Linked DNA regions of Rattus norvegicus: region 1 is linked to region 2. The links are chromatin contacts, called in public Hi-C maps. All regions are on one chromosome and are shown on one strand. The core of a region is the stretch at or near the end of the contact, and the rest is flanking DNA. Distances in the headings are between cores, read along the strand shown.

What was found. A called contact is a pair of places that touch in the nucleus more often than the background predicts.
Region 1: a Hi-C map of frontal cortex shows a contact between it and region 2, with 1.7 times the contacts expected there. The contact joins the enhancer-like site here to the promoter of Sgip1 in region 2. A contact is called at or near these places in 2 of 12 Hi-C or Micro-C datasets (Schwann cells and frontal cortex).

The regions. Positions count from the first base shown.
Region 1 is chr5:122,917,227-122,922,785 of GRCr8, reverse strand. Sgip1 (SH3GL interacting endocytic adaptor 1) reads right to left here. Exons shown (of 26, transcript NM_001376936.1): 17 at 3,570-3,697; 18 at 2,239-2,365. Among named protein-coding and RNA genes, the nearest start is that of Dynlt5, 52 kb to the left of the region's middle. Within about 2 kb of position 3,640, at least 1 of the 93 cell types and tissues checked has an H3K27ac peak or open chromatin away from gene starts, as enhancers often do.
Region 2 is chr5:122,764,118-122,769,497 of GRCr8, reverse strand. It overlaps Sgip1 (SH3GL interacting endocytic adaptor 1), which reads right to left and starts at 2,645. Exons shown (of 26, transcript NM_001376936.1): 1 at 2,268-2,645. The coding sequence starts at 2,277.

The DNA of each region.
Region 1 (5,559 bases), core at 2,391-4,890, 150 kb before region 2:
ACTTTAGGTTCTTTTTGGACATTTTTTTAAATGAATTATTGTGTGGGGGAGAGTTTAGATTTGCTATTTTTATTTTTAGAGATAGGCTCTCCCTCTGTAGATCAGGAGTGTGTGATTCACCCTGCCTCAGCCTCATGAGGTGTACTACCAAATGTGGCACAGACTTGCTCTCAAAATGTCAGTTCACGGATGACTTTGAGACCAGCTCATCAGTACCTATGTCATTGCTCCAGGGGCAACACAAAGGGCACAGGAAACGGGCAAGTGTTGTGGGAGTGGGAAGGGTCTGCTCAGCCACCAATTTAGGGAACTTGCTGTGAATTTTCAACTTCCTCCAATCCACTGCTTAAGGTGAGTTTTGGGCAAAGCACAGCTTTTGGGGAAAACCAGAAGCCACAGCACAGGAGACACTGCTGGCTGGTCACTCTGCTGTGGAGTTACTTCAGAGGAAAATGGCGGTCACGTGACTCAAGGCAGAAAGGAATAAAGACCAGGTGGGTGAGGGCTTTAGTAGGCAGATGACACCAAATCAAAACAACAGAACCTAAGGAGCAGAGGATATGCCTCTGCAGGAGACATCTTGACCAGCTTCCTGCTTGTCTTATTTTTTCAAGCCCTCTGTGGTTCATCTTGAAAGAAAATACACTAGGTTTGAGGAGGACCAATCTTTCGGGCTGTAACTGGAGATCTCTGCAGCAGGGAGTAGAAAAAAACGCTGCCCAAAACCATGAACACCGTTCAGATTCCATGTGCTCTGTTTCTCCATGAGTTATAGCGAGCTGAAAGAACACACTGGACAGCCCATCTGAGGCAAAGAGTGGTTATGCTCTGAGTGACAACTCACTTTAATTCCTTCTTTTTCCAACAAATCAAATCAAATGGAGCGTATGGAATGAATGAACTTGAGAAAGCCTAACATTAGGACAGGATTTGGGCAAATGACCGCTGAAATCAAGAATAAGGTGGAGGGAGGTTAGTAATTACAAAAATTAACAAAAACAAAGAATCACAGAAACGAGCTAATACTATTAATATACGTTAAAAAATCAGGAACTCTCAAATTGTCCTAATCGATATAGAAAAGGAACAGATATAGGTATATAAGAAATCCTAAAAAATCTGTTAAGTTACGTGAGCTGGGATACGTATGACTGTCTTGAAAAACTAAAAGGAAAAAAATTCACATGAAATTGGGAAAGTGGTTATATTTTCAATTTATTAATTTAACCCAAACTTGAAGGTTTGTGCTAGGGGTGGTGCGGGGGGGGGCAGTCTGGCTTAACGTATAGAATATATGATAGAGCCGAAATTCCCTTTGAGGTTCTTAGTGGCACGCCTTTATTTGTTTTTCTGGGGGGAAATGGGCAGTTATTCTCTAGGAGAGCTTCTGGCTTTATCCAGCTACTTCTCAAATGGGTGACTCTGTGATGTGTTCTTCCGTAAGTAGCAGCAGGAAGTCACTGAGCTGAGTGAATGGTTCCCTCAAGCAGTGCAGAATGGGCCAGCTGGTTTACAGCTTGGAAGAACTGGAGAGCAGGTCAGAGAATGGGGGAGGGAGTAAGGTCACACAGGGTGTGGGAAGGGGAAGCCCAAGGTCAGACAGCATGCAGTGAAGAAGAGAGGCAGCAGGGGAAGATGGCAGGTGGTGATGGTGGGGAGCCTCCCTCTGAGTCGCCCTCTCAACCCCTTCACTTTCAACACAGTGCACACCGAGAGGTACAGAGGCATTTGCTGAAAATGATAGTTCTTCCCGCCCCTGGGGAAACTGACCACTTATCACTGCAAAGCCATGTGAAAAACTTTCTCAAGTATCCCAATGCCAATGTCTACCTTAGATAACCAAAACTGATGAAGAATCGAAAGGTTCAAGAGAGTGAACTCTCCAAGACTAAAAAAAATATATATTATGTCCGATCTAAACATTTTCTCTCAAAGGAGAATACTTCTCGTTACAAGGAATATCCCAATATTAGCACCTTCCTTGGTGACTTGTGCTGTGAGTGGATGATCTGCGTGGGATCACATAGAAAACTCCTACAAAACACATGCAATCTCACATTCTGTAGACTGTTAATTTGTATGGCTAAAGCGCTGGTGTCCTTAGCTGAGAAAGTGCTTTCGAGAGAAGAACCAGGTGGCAGTAGCAAACACACAGCCAAACACTTAGGACTAGAAACAGATCATAAAGGACAGCCAGTCAACAGCCACAGACACACAAAAAGAGAGAGATCGTTTTACCAACTGTGGGAGTGGTGGCTGCGCTCAATGAGTTAGTTGACGATATTGAAGAAGTGCTTTCAGCCCGGGCTAAGGGTGCTATCGGAGGAGGGCTGGAGGAGTGTATGGGTGGGCTAAAAGGTCTGGACTGTGGGAAGAAGAAAAGAGAGGAAAGTTAGACACAGACAGCCATAATATCTTGGTTCAGTATTTTACAATGTTCATTGCACTTTATCTTGTGTTCATGTGTGTATGCCTGTCCTGGAGTGCACATGAGGGCCAAATGACAATTTTTTCCCAGGTGGGACACAGAGATTGAAATCAGGTCTTGGCAGCCAGTGCAAACATCACTGAGCCATCCTGCCAAACCTGGTTCCTGTATCTTTATTGGCTCTCAATATGAAAATCCAGGTTCTTGAAAGCCGGGACACCGTCTTCACTGGGTGGGACTATATTTATACAAAGCCAGTATGCTGGATCTAGGGGAAGGAGCCCTAATCCCCAACCTGCAAGCTCAGTAAGCACTCTACCTCACACACGCTGACTATAGGTGCCCAGGACCTAAATTGGTGCACCTAAATTCAAGACAGCATCTGAAGGTTATGATCCTAGTCATTCTGTGACAATTGCACAGAGGTCAATGAGATTTATGCCACAAGCTTCTTCACTGAACCACTGAGAAGACCATTCCCACACCTCAATCTTTGGATAAAATTGAAGAAAGCATCTGTAGCGCATCTACTGGGTACCACTCTACATTTATGTCGCCAAATCTCTGCTGCTTATTTATCTGGCTTCTGGAGTCAGAAAGCAGAATCGCTTTTTAATATTTACTTATATATTTAATATATATGAATGCTGGGCCTTTTCATACACCAGAAGAGAGAATCAGATGCCATTACAGATGGTTGTGAGCCATCCTGGGGGGTGCTGGAATTTGAAATCAGGACTTCTAGAAGAGGAGTCAGTGCTCTTAACTACTGAGCCATCTCTCCAGCCCAGGAATCATTTTCTCTTTCTCAGTTTTCTAGCAACTAAGCCAATTATTGTAAAAAGAATTACCTCTTTTTCGCTGAAGATTCACAAGACTATCTGCGTTTGCCTCTGGCTGCTGCCTCAGAGCTGACGGCCCAAGCACCCAATTTCTACCATTTTAAAGCCTGACTTGAAAGCTGGGAGAAATCTGAGGAGGGTGGGAAAGGCCTTCTCGCACAGCAGCAACTCCTTTCCAACTGGCCCTTGCGATGGGCATTTGTGTGCGTGCTGTAATACTTAGACCTAAGGTTGAGATGGCTCGTGTTAAGGGACTTAGGGATCTCATTCTGAGCAAGTTAGGGCAGGGAGGAACATACCACATCTCCAACTCCAGGCTTTCCCGGAGGTAGCTTTGGCCGGGATGGAGGCCGGGGAGGAGGTGGAGGCGGAGTGGTGCTGCTGCAAGGGACTAAGGGGGTGGCTGGCCGAGCAGGAGAAGATGCACCTGGAAAACAGACGGGCGTTAGAAGCAGCAGAAAACACAGGCAGCCAGAATGTGGAAGCACACAGGGCAACGTCTGGCACGGATGCAAATTTTTCCCTTCTTCTTTGCACTTACTATGCTAAACCTTTTGCACAACACATCTCTTTTTCTTTCAGTAAAGAAAAAAGTTCCTCAGTCGAACTATGGCTGATGGCAGAAGCTGAAGCTTGGTACTGTGTTGTCATGTGACACCCAGTGAAAGGTAAATCCTTGATGGAAGGTGAACGTGGGGGGGACTCTTGGCTGGTCAGGAGAGGGGCTTCGTTTTGATCATGTACACACAGGACTTATGATACATTTTCTTGTTTTTGATGTACAGTCAGAATTTATGCCCATGTTGAAATTGGAAGTTTAAACTCAAAGGAAGGGGAATGCTTTCTCCACATTAGATTTTTCCTTTTTTAAACACAGGTAAGAGAATTATGCTGTCGAGGGTATGTCAAACCTGAGTGCTCACTTCATATGTGTTGTGAATAAAGGACATGCGTCCTTTGTGTGTTGAATCTTTATAATGGAAACACAGCAAGTGCTTTGGAAGGAATGGCCTTAGGAGCCTGTTAAAGTAGGGGTCGTTACTGATTGTGTCTGGTGGTTTTGGAGAAGTCTCTTGGATTTACGTTTCTGGTTGTCCATGGCAAGCACAGGAAACACAGGTGACACACAGAGGCTGGCATGCACACCGAGCTTGGTGCTCAGGGACCTGTCTGGCTTCGGTCATAAGTCTGGGATGCATGGAGAACTACCTGGTTCCAAACCTGGAGGTGAAATCAATGTTCAGACAGTTCCCGTTCAGAACTGTCACTTGGTTAGAAGCAGCAGCTTGTAAAATCATGCCAAGGAAATTCCAGGAAATCTTGCTTTAGAAAAACACTCCTCTGCCTCTACACTTCTCCCCCAGCTCCCTCCACACTCCCACCTCCACCCCCAGCTCCCACAGTCTTCATTCTCCTAGTTGCCTCTGCACACCACCACTTCCATAACCCCTATCTTACCAGCTGCCTCCACAGCCATCCATCCCCACCTCTATATCCTCCAACCTTCTCCACCCTCCCTTTACACAGCAAAACATAAAACCAAAACCACCCGAGTCCTAGACCAGCACCTCAGTCAAGGTCTTGAGATTCTCAAAGAACTTTGAATCTGAGAAGCAAAATCCATCTCAGAATCATTTTTCATCTCAAGAGAGCCTCTGGGGGCAAGTCTTGCTTCTCTTGTTTAAAGAGTGGACTCTTGAGCCTTGTCTCTGTGGTGCTTAAATCTCCTAAGTGTGGAGACACAGTTACTGTCCTTCCTTACCACCACCAACTATATACCTTCATTCTACTGTTACTCTTGCTTCATTTGGCCAGGAACTGTGCTAGTGTGTTACATATGTGGCATTATCCTCATGCCAGCTTTGAGAATAGGCCCTCTTAGCATCCCAGTGAAGACTGAAGTTCTTTTAGTGACGTGTCCATGATCATAAGGCACAAATGGTGCTCAGATAGACTGTGGACTGCTACAATCTGCTCCCCTCCCGCACCTTGACATCTTGCACACATTTTAATCTAAATGTTCTTAGTATTTGGTAAATATTCTCTTTAAAAATGAAGCGTGTTTGACAGGCCCACTTACAAAGTTTCTCTTTCATACTAAGTAGATGTTATGCCTAACATATTCTTAGAGGATAGAACTGACAGCATAGAGAGAGACATCTTAAACAGTAGAGCTTTGCAGGAAGTTTTCATGGAAGTTTTTTGGGGGATGGGTGTTTCATCTAGCCTTAGGACGATCTTTTGTTATAGGAGTGTTCCAAAATGTTTGTTCATGTGTCTATAGTCTGA
Region 2 (5,380 bases), core at 1,396-3,895:
GGAATTCTCTAGAGGTGAACTCTATAGAGGAATTCTAGAGAGTCAGTGGACACGACTGCTATAACACATCTTCGGAGTAAAAGAAATTTAGAACAGAGAATTCTGGGCTGCACTATCAGAAATAGACACAGGCATTGGTAAAAAGACTGGCAATATAGTTGGAGAGCCACTGACTGGGAAATAGGTTTCTGGTTAAGGGTCCTACCTGTTTTTCCAAGGTCACTGAACAAATTAATAGGAGACCATTTAAATGGGACTTGCGAATAGAAAACATTCATGAGTTTCACACAGAATTGGAAAGCACTGGGCACGCCTGTCTAGTTGCTCCTGCAGAGGTTCATTAGAAGCAGCTGTAACCCTACTGTCATCTCTGATTCTACTGGTGTGAAGATAACATCCTCCATTAGATAAATTGGGCAAGCTAGCCACAGGGCTACTTCAGCTCAACACCGGTCTTTGTTAGAGTTCCCGTTTCAGTTTCTGCAGCTCAGATAAGCTTATCTCAGGGCTTCGAGCTGATGTTCCGGATGGCACAACAGACCTGATTACCAGGGGGACCACTAATGAGCATCAGGAAATGCTACCACCTCCAAAGAACTCACAGGATAGTTTCAAGCCCAGAAGTGAAAGGAAAGGTCCTCAAATTTCCCATGGAAGGTTAGAATTGAATCAGAATATAAGCAGATGTATTTCAACACATCCTTTGTAAAATTTAGCTTTAAAAACGGTACACTTTCTATAGACACGTTTTTTTTTTCCTGATGAGGACACATCATGTGGGCTTTGAATTGAAAAGTACTCAAGTTATACTCTTTCTGTTTGTCTTGCCTTGCTAGTGAAAGATTAAGTTCATTTGGAATTAACTAAAATTGATTTAGTCATAGAATCTTAACAATCTCACTTAGCTCTCTGAATACAAGACCAGGCTTTAAACAGAATGATACACTGCCTCCATTTAAAGCTATTTCCCCCAAATCTGTGTGTGAGCTTCTACCCCAGAATTCTTTTCTCCCTAGAGTCACACTAATGACATTTGACATGATGACAGAGGGAGGGGGAAGGGAGGAGATGGAGAGAGAGAGAGAGAGAGAGAGAGAGAGAGAGAGAGAGAGAGAGAGAGAGAGAGACAGAAAGAGAGAGAGACTTTCTGCCACTTGAGTACAGGCTTCACTGTAGGTGCTGTTGAAGCCATCTTCCTTTATTTCAGTTTGGTAAATTTCTCAGGTCCACTAGTAACTGACCATTGGACAGACCATTGGTAACTGATAGGACAGAACTTGGCGTTAGGTGGTCCCTCTGCCATTTCTGTGGCTAATCTGAGACTTGTTATGCACTGGATTCTGCATTATAAAATCTAACCTGGGTACAAAATTTCTGCCTGTCATCTTAGGAAAGGCCAGGAGTTTTATACCATCCTGTACTGTGAAAACAGAAAATCAAAGCCAGTGTAGAGCTGCCTGCTTCTTCTCTGACCAATTTGTTGCTTTTTCTGAGGTGATGTTGGCTGTCACTCTCTTAGACTGGAAAGGGCGAGTTAGTAGAATAATATGTAGTTTAAATAGCATCTCCCAGGGGAAGTCCCTCCTCACACTTAGTATTAAATGCAGTAAGATAATCAGTAACCAATCATTTGATGCTTAACTCAGAGCCATTTCCTCTCTGAACTGGTCTGATCTTGATGAAGGAGTCAAGAGGCCCAGGTATTTTTCTTAGATCGCTCACTCTGCTGCAGTGACAGCCCCCCATAAAATTCCAGTTTATGAATCAAATTTGTTGCATCCCTCACTCCAATATTATAACGCAAACCCCAGAGGTCAGAATATCTTGTAAGATATGTAAGCAGTTCACTGAAAACGCCAGCGTGGATAACTCTGTCGATGACCTCTTCTGTCTAATATCAATTTCGGAAAATTACTTTCCATTGCAAAGATTTAACCGGCGTGCTTTCACAAACCTACCACAAAACCCCCTTATCTTCTCTCCCAACTTGTTTGGTCTGAGAGCTTCTTAGCTGTCTTGGCTTCCTGCAAACACTTAGGCTTTTCTCTTTTCAAAGGGGCTGGGAGCTGTGGAGGTTCTGAGCTAGACAGAAACCCTGTGGTTTGATTCCATTAGTCTAAACCTGGGCCGGGTTGCAAGCAAGCTGCAGTATCTGCTTGCAAAAATCCTGGCAGCCAGGTTCTAGACACAGACACCACAGGCTGCATGCATACTGGTCTACCCAAATCTTGCCTGGAGTCAGCCAACCACAGCAGAGGGAATCCTACCTTCCATCATGGTGGCAGAATTGCATTCCTTAATTTCCAAGAAGTCAGAAAAAACACAGGAGGATACGCTTCCAGGTCCCGGCTAAGTCCTCACAAAGCTGCCGCTGAGGTCTGTTCTGCTTGCTGCCAAGCCAAAGGAGACAAGTGTTAACCCGAAAGACAGGCCATGGATGCTGCTAGCGCTGCTTCACCTACAGGCTCCCAGGAAGATGCTGAGAGAGAAAGGCAGAGGAACAGCAAGCCGGCGAGCTGCACCGCCTGCGCTGCCTCGGCCAATCCCTTCAGCTCTGGACCGCGTCACATGGTAGCCAGCCTGCATCTCCTGACACAATACCCCCGGAGAGCGCACGGAACCCATTTCCCGTCCCCATTGCTCGCCACCCCCACCACCTCCCGCTTCTCTCCAAACACACAGCCCCTTCCCCACCTGGTGACGCACTTCCCCCGCCCCTCCTCGCGGTCCTCGCAAGCCTATTGCAGCTCCCGGGTGTCCTATAATCTGAACTGCAACCCTGACAGGGGATGCCAGCAAGAAAGAAGCCCAGGAGGCTGAGCTGCCCAGGGAATTATTCTTTTCGTTTCCCTCTCTTTTATTTATTTTTTAAGAAAACACTTCTTAGTAATTCCAGGTCTTGGCAACACACTTTTACATTCCCATTTCAACCCCTGAAGGAATTTCAAATGTCAGCGCCTGGCCTCTGCGCACATCTGTCATCTGTGGCTGGCTCGCGCTCTCTTTATCTTTCTGTCTCTCTGCCCCTCCACCCCCCTCCCTGTCTCTCTGTCTAGGTCTCTGTGTCTCTCCTTGTGTGTCTCTTCCTCTCATTCACGAGAGAAAAATCAATTCGCTGACGTCACATCATAAACAACCATCCCCCAAAGGATGATGCAGGAAAAAAAAATTCACCCCAGCTGCCTTGAAAGGAAGCAGGAAATTAATTGCGCATGACATGCCCAAGGGCTGGCAACTGTCATTAAAACAAAGAAACAAAAGAACCCACCCGATTCGGGCTCTGGAATCAAACCGGCGATGCTCCAGCTCATTTCTGGGGCGAGAGGCGGGAGAGGGGGCTGATGGCAGGAGCCTAAGCGTTGGCCGCTGCAGGCGTGTGCGCGTCCGTCGCCTCCTCCTACGCTCTCCGCTCCGCACCGGCGACCCCGGGGTCCCGCTGTCACCGCGTCCTCGGGCCGAGCTAGGCCGATGCCCGCCCCAGGTGGGGAGCCTTGCTTGCAGCCTCGGCTACAGCTGCCAACTGCAGCCCCTGCTACATGGCACGTTTTGCAAGAGTGCCTCCTGCTACCTTCAGTCGCCTAGGAGCCCAGTCCTTCACCCAGGGGAAATCCAGAGGAGGGCAACTGTTCCAGGTTGCGCTGGAGGAATGGGAGGAGCCTGGGGCTGGGTAACTTGCTAGGATGGCCTGCCCAGAAAGGTTCAGGCACAAGGTCTGGTGAAGCAGAGGGTCTGTCACCTGAGTGTTCTCAAGAGCCCTAAAAGTCCTTCAATGGGAGGGACTCCCAGACCAGGTGTCCTGCGATCCTGAGTTTAACCAGGCCAAATAGCCAAGCAAAAAGAAATACATTGAAACAAGTAAGGAAGGCCCAGGAGAGTGTAGGGAGTAGATGGTATCTTTAAACTAAGGAAGAGTGGCAGAGTCAGGACTATGAGAATCCTCTTATTGAAGATCAGGTCAGAATCTCTAACAATAGTGATGATCATTTATTACACCTTCACTTAATATTACCCAGATCTCCACATAGTCTGGCTTTTTCCTGTAGAGAGAATATGAGATACTGGTGGCTGTGAAAAACTAAAGAACACAGCTAAAGAGGTCAAGCCAAGATATGAATTAGTCAAAATCAAAAAGCCACCCAGTTCCTTAGCAACTTACAAGATTTTTTTTAATTAAAAAAAATCTCATTGTTTTCCCTCAAGGATTCATCTTTCTATGGCTTCTGCATTTAAAAATTAAAGTCTCTTGAGAGATATACTTGCTTGTGGCTTTTCCCCTATGTCCACCAGGCAGTAGAGTTTTAAAAGGAAGAGATTACAAAGTAACACTTGTCTTAAGAACAAGTTGATCTGCTCTAAAAACTGCAGTGAGTTATCACGTAAAGAACATATGTATGTGACTAGCAAATTATTTTAATGAAGATTAACAACATGGATGGATACTGTTGTCAAACAGAAAGCTATGGAATCCTCTCTCTTCATCATTGAGGTCTGAGATCATAGTCCCATCACACAACTCTGGGCTTTCGTTTCTTATCTATAAAATAGAGATTAGAACAATACTATGTCTGCAATAAGCCAGTGGTCCTCAACCTTGAGGGTAATGACCCTTTTGTAGGTCAAATGACAGGGGTTGCCGAAGACCATCGGAAAACACAGACATTTGCATTGGGATTTGTAACAGTTGCAAAAATACAATTATGAGGCACCAACAAAAATAATTTTATGGTTGGGGGGTTCCCACAACATGAGGAACTAACTATATTAAAGGGTCACAGTACTAGGAAGGTTGAGAACCACAAGTATAAATAGTAAGAAAGCAAATCCGTGGTAATGTCTTATTATATACCCAGAAGTGTTCTGATTCTCTGTCAGAAAAGCCGCAGTACTTCGTGCTGTGTCTACAGCGTTGTTAAGTCCTCCATATTAGCTTTGCAGAATTAGTATCCCTGACACAGTAGGGCTAGCACAGGTTGCAGCCAGAGACCTGAATGCGCAGAGAGCCACGCCCACTGAGTACAGCGGTGAAAGTTAAGGTGAGGGAGAGGGCCAGCTTGTGGAGATGCCGGAAAAGCTGCCGAAGAGAAAGTGGAGCCAAGCAAGATTAATTGGGAAAATCCAAGGCTGATGAAATTTTAGGCTACTTCAGGGGAAAAAATGGGATGAACTTAGGGTGGATGTTATAAAATAGATAAGGAACTTGGTCAGGTGAAGTCCGCAGGTAAATGGGAGCAGGAAATGCAGGAGATGGACCATGGCTGCAGATAACAGGGAGAGTTTGCTGCCTCTGCTCCCAGCCCTGGCTCTACTGGAACAGAGCAGAGCCTCTCAGATTTACTGCCTGCTCACACCGGTTTGGTTTTAGGATCGCAACAAGCCTAAT